Regions from separate parts of the Sus scrofa genome. Here region 1 is linked to region 2. Evidence: chromatin contacts called from public HiChIP or PLAC-seq data. All regions are on one chromosome and are shown on one strand. The core of a region is the stretch at or near the end of the contact, and the rest is flanking DNA. Distances in the headings are between cores, read along the strand shown. Region 1 holds the start of VEGFA (vascular endothelial growth factor A). Region 2 holds the start of MRPS18A (39S ribosomal protein S18a, mitochondrial).

Region 1 (3,970 bases), core at 334-2,833, 90 kb before region 2:
CCTTGGAGGCCTGGAGCCAAGGCCTTTGTGCCAGGGTCTGAGGAACTCCGGGTGGCAGCAGGGACCCTAGCCCGTTTCTTTCCTTCTGCCTCTGCCCAAGGGGACTCTGTGCCTGAGGGGGGAGCGCAAAGGACCCCTGAGGCGCCTCTGAGAACCACGCTGGGTGGGCAAGTTTGGAGTTCCCAAACCACCTGCTCCTGCTCCAACGCCCATTTCACCAGAACAAAGTGTGTTTGCAAGGCTGGCAGGAGCTCCCTCCAAAGGTTCAGGGAGGGCTGGTCCCACACTGCCCATGTCACAGCAAATTTCCAACCATTTTCCCTAAAAGTGTAAAATGGGAAAACGACACTCTTTAAACCCTCCCTTAGGCCACCCCCATAAAAGCTAAAGTACAGCTCCCTCGGAAATGTGGGGGAGGAGAAGGAAGCAGGCTGTCACCAAGTCGGGACTTTAGGTAGAGTCTCGACAAAGCACCGGCTGGGCCCCAGCAGCCCGACTCCTGACAGTGGCCATTCTTCCCCCGGACTCTGGGGCCAGCGAGGGGTTAGATGGGTCTTCTCGGCATAAGGGAGTGAAAATAAAGGGGTGACAAGGGTTTCGCTTCGAGCCAAGGAGGAAATGGGGAAGGGGCGTCAGGAAATTCCTCCTAGGACGGGGTTAGGGGCCGGGAACGGCGGGAGGGGATAGGGGTGGTTCTCCGGGTCCTCCGGCTGGGGCTACCTCGAGAGGTCACCTTCCCGCGGAGGGCCGGCGGGGGGAGGGGCGCCGCTTGCCGCCCCGGGCTCCCGGCTCGGGCCGCCGCAGCTCCGGGAACACGCGGCCGGCCAGGCCCGGGCTGATGTAATCGGCTCCGCGCCGCGCGCGCCCGGCCGGGCGGGGGAGGGCGGGCACCGAGCGGGACGCGAGCGAGGACGGGCGGGGGTGGTGCGGCGCAGGTGGTCCGGCGGAGAGGAGGGGGTCCCAGCAGCAATCCACCCAAAAACTTTTCCGCAACTCGCGGCGAGGGCCGCAGAGATCGAGCAGCAGTGACAGCCAGCCCCCTCTCCTGCCGGCGCCCTGCCCCCTCTACGCTCTCTGCCCTCCTCCGGTCCAAGGTCCGAGCACCCCCACCCCCGCCCGCTGGGCTCCGACTCCCGCCCCCGCTGCCCGGACTTCCAGTTCTCGGGGACCAGCGGCCGGGAGCAAACTTCAGCCGCCGGCGGCAGCGCAAGCCCAGCCCCCTCAGCCGCCTCCTCCGGCTCCCGCCCTCGGCTGGTCGGCCCAGATCGTACGTGCGGTGACTCTGGTGGGTGGGCAGGGCCCGCGTGGGCGGTGAGACTCTAGCCCGGTGCCCTCCCACCTAGCGCGCGCCCCCTCCCCCTACATGTACGAGGATAGAGGGGAAGCCGCGCGCCCGGTGCCCAAGGACCCGCGTGGGGCACGGAGCCCCCACGCGCGCGCTCGCACGCACGTCCCCAGCCGGGAGAGGCGCTCGCAGCGGCCCGCGGCGCCAGGCGGGCACGGCCGCTTACCTTGGCATGGTGGAGGTAGAGCAGCAAGGCAAGGCTCCAATGCACCCAAGAGAGCAGAAAGTTCATGGTTTCGGAAGCCCGGCCGGGGCCGGCGCCGCTCGCGCTCCCTCTCCGGCTCGGGCTGCGGGACGGCCCGCTCTCCTCAGCGCCCAGGCGGGCTCCTCTTCCTCCCGGAGCCGAGGCCCGGGCCAGGGCCTGGGGCGCGCGCTCGGCTGGAGCACTGTCTGCGCACACAGCCGCCTCACCCGTCCATGAGCCCGGCTTCCGAGAGCCGAGTCGCCACCGCGGCCCCCTCTCCTCTTCCTTCTCTTCTTCCTCCTCCCCCTCCTCCGACTGCGGCTCCTCCCGGCCCGAGCTAGCACTTCTCCCGGTTCCGCTCGGCTCGGCTGCCCCGGCGCGGACCACGGCTCCTCCGGAGCGAGAACAGCCCAGAAGTTGGACGAAAAGTTTCAGTGCAACGCCGCGAGCCCCGACCCCCTCCACCCCGCCTCCGGGCGCGAGCTCCGGCTCCTGCCCGCGGCTCGCCGCCGCGTCCACGGTCGGCCGCCGGCCGGGTAGGAGGTGGGCGCTGGGGCGGGGGGCGGTGTCTGTCTGTCTGTCCGTCAGCGCTGCTGGTCCGACGCGGGATCCCGAGGGGGAGGGCTCACGCTGCGCTCTGGCGGTCACCCCCAAAAGCAGGTCACTCACTTTGCCCCTGTCCCTCTCGTTTCTTGCTTGCCCGCGCGCGCTCTCTGACCCGGTCTCTCTCTCTTCCTCGACTTCTCTTTGGAGCTCTTGCTACCTCTTTCTTCTCTTTGCTGGTTTCCAAAATCCGAAGTGATTTGGGGGAGTAAAGGAGCAATCTCCCCAAACGATCGGCCCGATTTAGCGGGGAATGGAAAGCAAAAATAAATTAAAACGGAAAAGAATACGGTTTTCCAAAAATGTCTCCGAAAAAAAGGAGGAGGGTGAGCCCTGGATAAATGAATATCAAATTCCAGCGCGGAGACCCCCAAGCTGGTGACCCCGCCGGCTCGTCCGCCTTGCGGATGCGTCTCTCGACCGAGCGCCGCTGCCGCCGGCTCCTCTCGCCCCCAGTGCCGCGGCCTCCCAGCAGCCCGGCTGCCCCAAGCCTCTGCGCTCTTCACCGCTAGAAGCTGACTAAAAAGAAGGCCTGGCCCCGCCCCGGCACGCCCCCGACACGCCCAGGGGCGGGGACAGGCCCAGCCTCAACCCTGGAGTCCGTCCCCTCCGCGCGCGGCTCCGACCCCTGGCGCTGCCTTTCCCTAGGGATACCGAACGAAGCCTGGGCCCCCATTTCACCCCAGCGAAGGGAAGCTCGACCCCCACCAAGGGTCACAGCCTCAACATGACCTATCCGCCTCCCTTTGCCCGGAGAGGCACACGACCGCGCGGTATTTGGGGGGAGGGTACAGAAAAGTGAGGTTATGTGCGGCCAGGGCTCGAGAGCCATTCCCTTTACGCTGGGAATATTGGAGAGAATAGGGGTTTGGGGAAGTTGGACAGGGACAGGTGAAGAGAGAGACGTACAGATCTGTTGGAATCCTGGGGCGATCTCTGGCCTCCCACCTCCAGCGCTCTCAGAGTCCTACCCACACACACCCAGACACACGCGTCTTCACTCTCACGCAGACGCCGCTCGCCAAGTTCACCCAGCTTCCCTGTGGTGGCTGAGCGCCCCCTAGTGACTACCGTCTGCACACCCCAGCTCTGGCTCAAGAGGCCTCAGAAGAGGGTAAAGGGACATTACCCCTGACGCCCCGTTTCTGATCTCTCAAACAGTGGCATGTTTGGGACTATAATGGCCACATGTGCACAGAGCCCGGAGCTGGGCACAGGGGGCACGATGTATCCATCTTGGACAGGGTGCCCATCTGGAGCCTTCATCTGGCCTGCTGACATCAGAGTGAGTTGCAGCCAATGGGCTGGAGTGAGTGGAGTCCTTTGGGAAGTGTTTGGGGAGATTCCCCTGGGTAGAAGTATTTGGCACCAAGTTTGGGGGGCAGAGAGCGGGAAGCTGTGTGGCTCTGGGGTTAGTCAGTGGCCCAGAGGGAAGAGGACCTGTTGGAGCCCACGTATGCACTGCCGAGTCTGGCAGAGCCCAAAGGGAGAGGCAGCTGGGCAGACAGAGGCCCTTGTTCCTGCCTCCCCCCCCCACCCCAGATGTTGCCAGGGAACTGAGGCCAGGGGGCTGGTGGGGGCGGATGGAGGCCAGGGCCTGAGTGATGATTCAAACCTACTCACCAGCACTAAGGAACGTCTGTAGGCCAGCTGCCCGGAGCTCCCACCAGGCCGGGGGCCAAAGCTTCTATCAGCCCCAGTCCAGGCTCACAGCTCATCCTCTGAACAGAACTGGAGAGTTCTCCTCAGCAGCCCCCAGACTTCCAGGATCCCTTGCCTCCTTCTCACAGCTGACAGCCTCTCCTCCCTTCCCCTGGATCCTCTCCCTTCCTTCAAAG
Region 2 (4,190 bases), core at 972-3,471:
GTCAAATCCGAGCTACAGCTGCCGACCTATGTCACAGCCACAGCAATTCCAGATCCAAGCCTCGTCTGGGACCTACACCACAGCTCATAGCAATGCCAGATCCCCGACCCACTAAACGAAGCCAGGGATCGAACCCACATCCTCATGGATACTAGTCGGATTTGTTTCCAATGAGCCACGACAGGAATTCTCAGGTTATTCTTTAAAAACAATTTTTTTAAAGTGAAGTCTATTCTCCTGAGACAAATGTGGTCTGAGAGAACTGTTTTTTCATGTAAGGATTATGCATAGATTCAGAAAAGCAAGATATTACAAAATAAAGAATGTGCACAGTATTATTTAATTCTGCTGAATGTAAAAAATGCTTATCTCTAGATTGGATGATATTTTTTAAAAACAATTTTTTTAAACAATTTTTTTAAAGTGAAGTCTATTCTCCTGAGACAAATGTGGTCTGAGAGAACTGTTTTTTCATGTAAGGATTATGCATAGATTCAGAAAAGCAAGATATTACAAAATAAAGAATGTGCACAGTATTATTTAATTCTGCTGAATGTAAAAAATGCTTATCTCTAGATTGGATGATATTTTTTTCTTCCCTTTTTTTTTTTTTTTTTTAATCTTTTCTTTTTGGCCACAACTGCAGCATGTGAAAGCTCCCAGGCCAGGGTCCAAACCCATGCCACAGAAGTGACCAGAGCTACAGAAGTGACAATGCCAGATGAGCCACCAAGGGAACTCAAATATTACTTTTCTTTTTACTTTATTGCTTCATTTTCTTTTTACAATGATCACATGTCACTTGTTATTGTAGAAAATATAAGTTGTTTTTTAAAATAAAATTTGATTATGTTAAATTAGGATAAGACAATGAGAAGGTTAGCACTCAAATACTTTAGCTCACTAGGTCTAAAACAAACCCTAGGTGAGGCTCTGTTACTGCTCTCATCCCTGTCAGATCCCCAGAAGTTGGGGACGTAAAGAAACAAGGGGTATGGTACAAGCAGGAAGGGTTTGAGGTCATATGTACAGAAGGAAAGCAGAAGCTACAAGGAAAGCCAAGGATTTCCTGATCCTGGCCAGATCTCCGAGGCATATACCCCACCAAAACCCTCTGCTCCACTCAATAATCATTGTGTCTGTCTCACCCACCTAGATTGACCTTTCCTGCAAGCTTCCCCTTCCTAGGACATGTCTTTGCTAAATGCAGTGTTTTAAGAAAATCCAATGCCACATTTCTCCCACTCTCACCTATGGTGATACCATTCAAGTCCCCCATGCAGTTGCTGCTCTGTATCCTCCCAGTCCACCTGCATGGCAGTCCCAACTGGAAGATGGGCTCCTTCCCTAACCCCCAGGGAACATGTTCTGCCATTTAATGAACTCAATCTTCCCATCTATGAATCAGAGTACGATAACTGGAAAATATCCCTTCCGGTGTGGAAAAGAGTATCCTAACCACCATATGGAGGAATTGAGTTGTGAATGACTTTCTTTTCTTTTGTACTTCTAGGGGAATATCCTATATACATCCTGCAAGTCCAAAAGATGGAAAACTGAGCAGTCTTGTTTTCTTCTTGGTACTATAAGCTTCCTTATTAGGCAAGTATGTCAAATTTGTCATAAGTACCTAGCAAAAAGGCCATCTCAATAATTGCTTTATTAATGAGCTTATGTTTATGTTTAACTTATGTTTTATCTCATCTAATCTTAACCATATAAAATGTTTTATTATATATACATATATATGTAATTGTATGTATACATATAATGTAGATATATCCATACATACATATATATGTAATTGTATGTATACATATAATGTAGATATATACATACATACTTTACACACATTACCTGCATTATATACATTTTATATGTGTACGTGTGTATATATATACACATACACACATGTAACATATGTATCACTCATTATGTGTCAGGCACTGTGCTAAGTGCTGTAGATACGAAAGTCAACCAAAAAACAATGTCTTTGCCTTCAATGAGTTTCCAGTTTGGTGAGGAAACGCATTATACAAATACAAAGCTGAAACTAGGCAGAGTACAAAGATGGAGAGGTATCTGGTGCTGAGAACCAGTAACTGGGAAGTTAAGACTCCACAGTGTAAGTGAGGTCTGAACTGACCCTGAGAAATACGTTCACCAGCGAAAGGAAAGCGCTGAGACAAAAGAATTAAAGGCCAAGGTAGGGAGGGGCGGGGACGGGGTATTAATTCAATCCCAGGTCTACGAGATAGCTGCTGTTCCAAACCATTTCAACCTTGCCGGTAGAGACCGAGCCCCAGTCTCAAGAAGCTGAAAATCCACATCTGACCAGCAAAAAAGAAAAAGTTTTAAAGAAATAGGGGTAGTGCGGGTGATTTTACCGAAGCAGCCTGCCAGGAAACGAAGGCGACCTTGGAGACTTTGAGGACTAGCAGACAGGAGCTAAAGACCTCCCCCGGACCCTCGGAATAAGGTACAGGATTGACACAGACTCAGCTCAAAGCCCGAGAGGTGAGGAAATGTAAATGACCTAAATAACGGAGCGGGAAGCCCACAAGACGCACACTTCCTGCCCACCACTGCGGCTGCGCGCGCGCCGTTCCGGAAGCGGAAGTGCACAAAGGTCGGGATTGGTTTTCAAGATGGTGGGTCTCAATGTTCTGGTGTCTGGCTGTGGACGGCTACTCCGAGGGCTCCTGGCAGGCCCGGCCGCGACCAGCTGGGCTCGGCCTCCATCTCGCGGCTTCAGAGAAGGTGAGTCCTCGGTCCTGGTGACCTCCTAAGGTTGAAGTGAAGAAGGGAAGTTTGCTTCCTTAAGCCCCCTTGCGCCCCTCCCTCCCTGTCCTTCCTGCGGTTCTGAAACGTCGGAAATGCTGGCGCTCCCGAGTGCTTGAAATCCCTTTCCACATCATGATGCTGTAACCTTAATCTCTCACCCAGCGTGAGTGCCCTCACGGGGACGGAGATCGGAGAGAAAGGCTTGCTTATTTAGCAAGGGCAGAAAAGAAACATGTCCCAGGATTCAAAAAAGCTCTTGCTTAGCGTCTGCGTCGTAATTCGTTCCGTATTCTTCGGGCGGCCGCCTCCTTCATTAAAGGTTTCCTGCGCCATCCGGAAAGGACATCTCGATTAAAGATTCGTTCCTTCCCGAGGGCCTCCTTTTCCAGCTTCTCACCTGAAAATGCTGTAATCCAATAGTGGCTTTTCTGTCCAGTCTCCCTGAGAAGTAGAAGCTAAAGTGGAAAGGCGGCTGAACCGCTGAACTAGAGGCATATGCTGGATGGTGGTTCTACTTTTCATTAATCTTAAATCTTGGACAGGCAGCCTGATTCTAGTATTGAGCCGGGAGCTTACTGACGGCCAAGTTCTGTATTGAAAGCTTTCAAGGGATTTTGGAAAAAATGAAAATACAGCCCTTTTCCTGAGAAGTTAGGTTCTAATAAGGTGGTGTGTATATATTAGGAATTTACATGAGAAAGTACAGGGAGATTCAGTTACCGGAAACAGCAAACCCTATTAGAAGTTTTCATGAAGGGGATGTGTCTTTAATAAGCTCATAAAAGGATGGAATCTGGCAGTGAATGAAAAGATCTTTCAGGACAAAGCCTTCCTTTGTACACTGCTGGAAACAGGAAAGGATGAGTGATGTGCAAACGAAGTGAAGTGGGGTTTTTTGTTTGTTGCTTGCTTGTTTTTAAGATTCTGGCATAGTATTGACCATTACATCCTCTAACTAAAACTGAGATGTATCCAGAGGAAAATAGAGATCATTGTTGTCAGAGGGAGCAGAAAAGTCTAAAAAGAAGAGCCCATTGGAGAGAACATTGAATTTATCTCAGAAGATGTCCCTTTTTTTAGCTTTCAAACAGCAACTTCCATGGAATGGCAGACAAGGAATCCAGTTTGGGGAAATCAGAGATAATTCATGAAGAGTGGAAATAGATGGATTTGAAGAATTTAGCTGTAAAGGGAAGGTGGAACGGTTTACTAGAAAGAACAACAAAATCTGCATACTGCCTGGTTAGATAAACTCATTGATAAAGAAAGACACCAAAGAGATCATGCTGTTGATAGAAAGGACTTGCATAAGGTGTTTCATCTGTTCCCATGCTACAAAATGGGCATGTGCCCATAACATTTTCGAGGGTGTCTACCAAATGTCAGATACTAACAGTTGCAATTTA

The links. HiChIP or PLAC-seq counts read pairs in DNA pulled down with a chosen protein or histone mark.
Region 1: an H3K27ac HiChIP or PLAC-seq map of alveolar macrophages shows a contact between it and region 2. The contact joins the promoter of VEGFA here to the promoter of MRPS18A in region 2. A contact is called at or near these places in 7 of 47 Hi-C or Micro-C datasets (alveolar macrophages, blood, embryonic fibroblasts and 3 more) and 2 of 2 datasets of contacts at active chromatin or transcription factors (alveolar macrophages and skeletal muscle).

Annotation. Positions count from the first base shown.
Region 1 is chr7:38,744,711-38,748,680 of Sscrofa11.1, reverse strand. VEGFA (vascular endothelial growth factor A) reads right to left here and starts at 1,583. Exons shown (of 7, transcript NM_214084.1): 1 at 1,512-1,583. The coding sequence starts at 1,577. It overlaps LOC106504420 (a long non-coding RNA gene), which reads right to left. Exons shown (of 3, transcript XR_001297869.2): 3 at 2,313-3,970.
Region 2 is chr7:38,655,503-38,659,692 of Sscrofa11.1, reverse strand. It overlaps MRPS18A (39S ribosomal protein S18a, mitochondrial), which reads left to right and starts at 2,221. Exons shown (of 7, transcript XM_021098784.1): 1 at 2,221-2,760. The coding sequence starts at 2,662.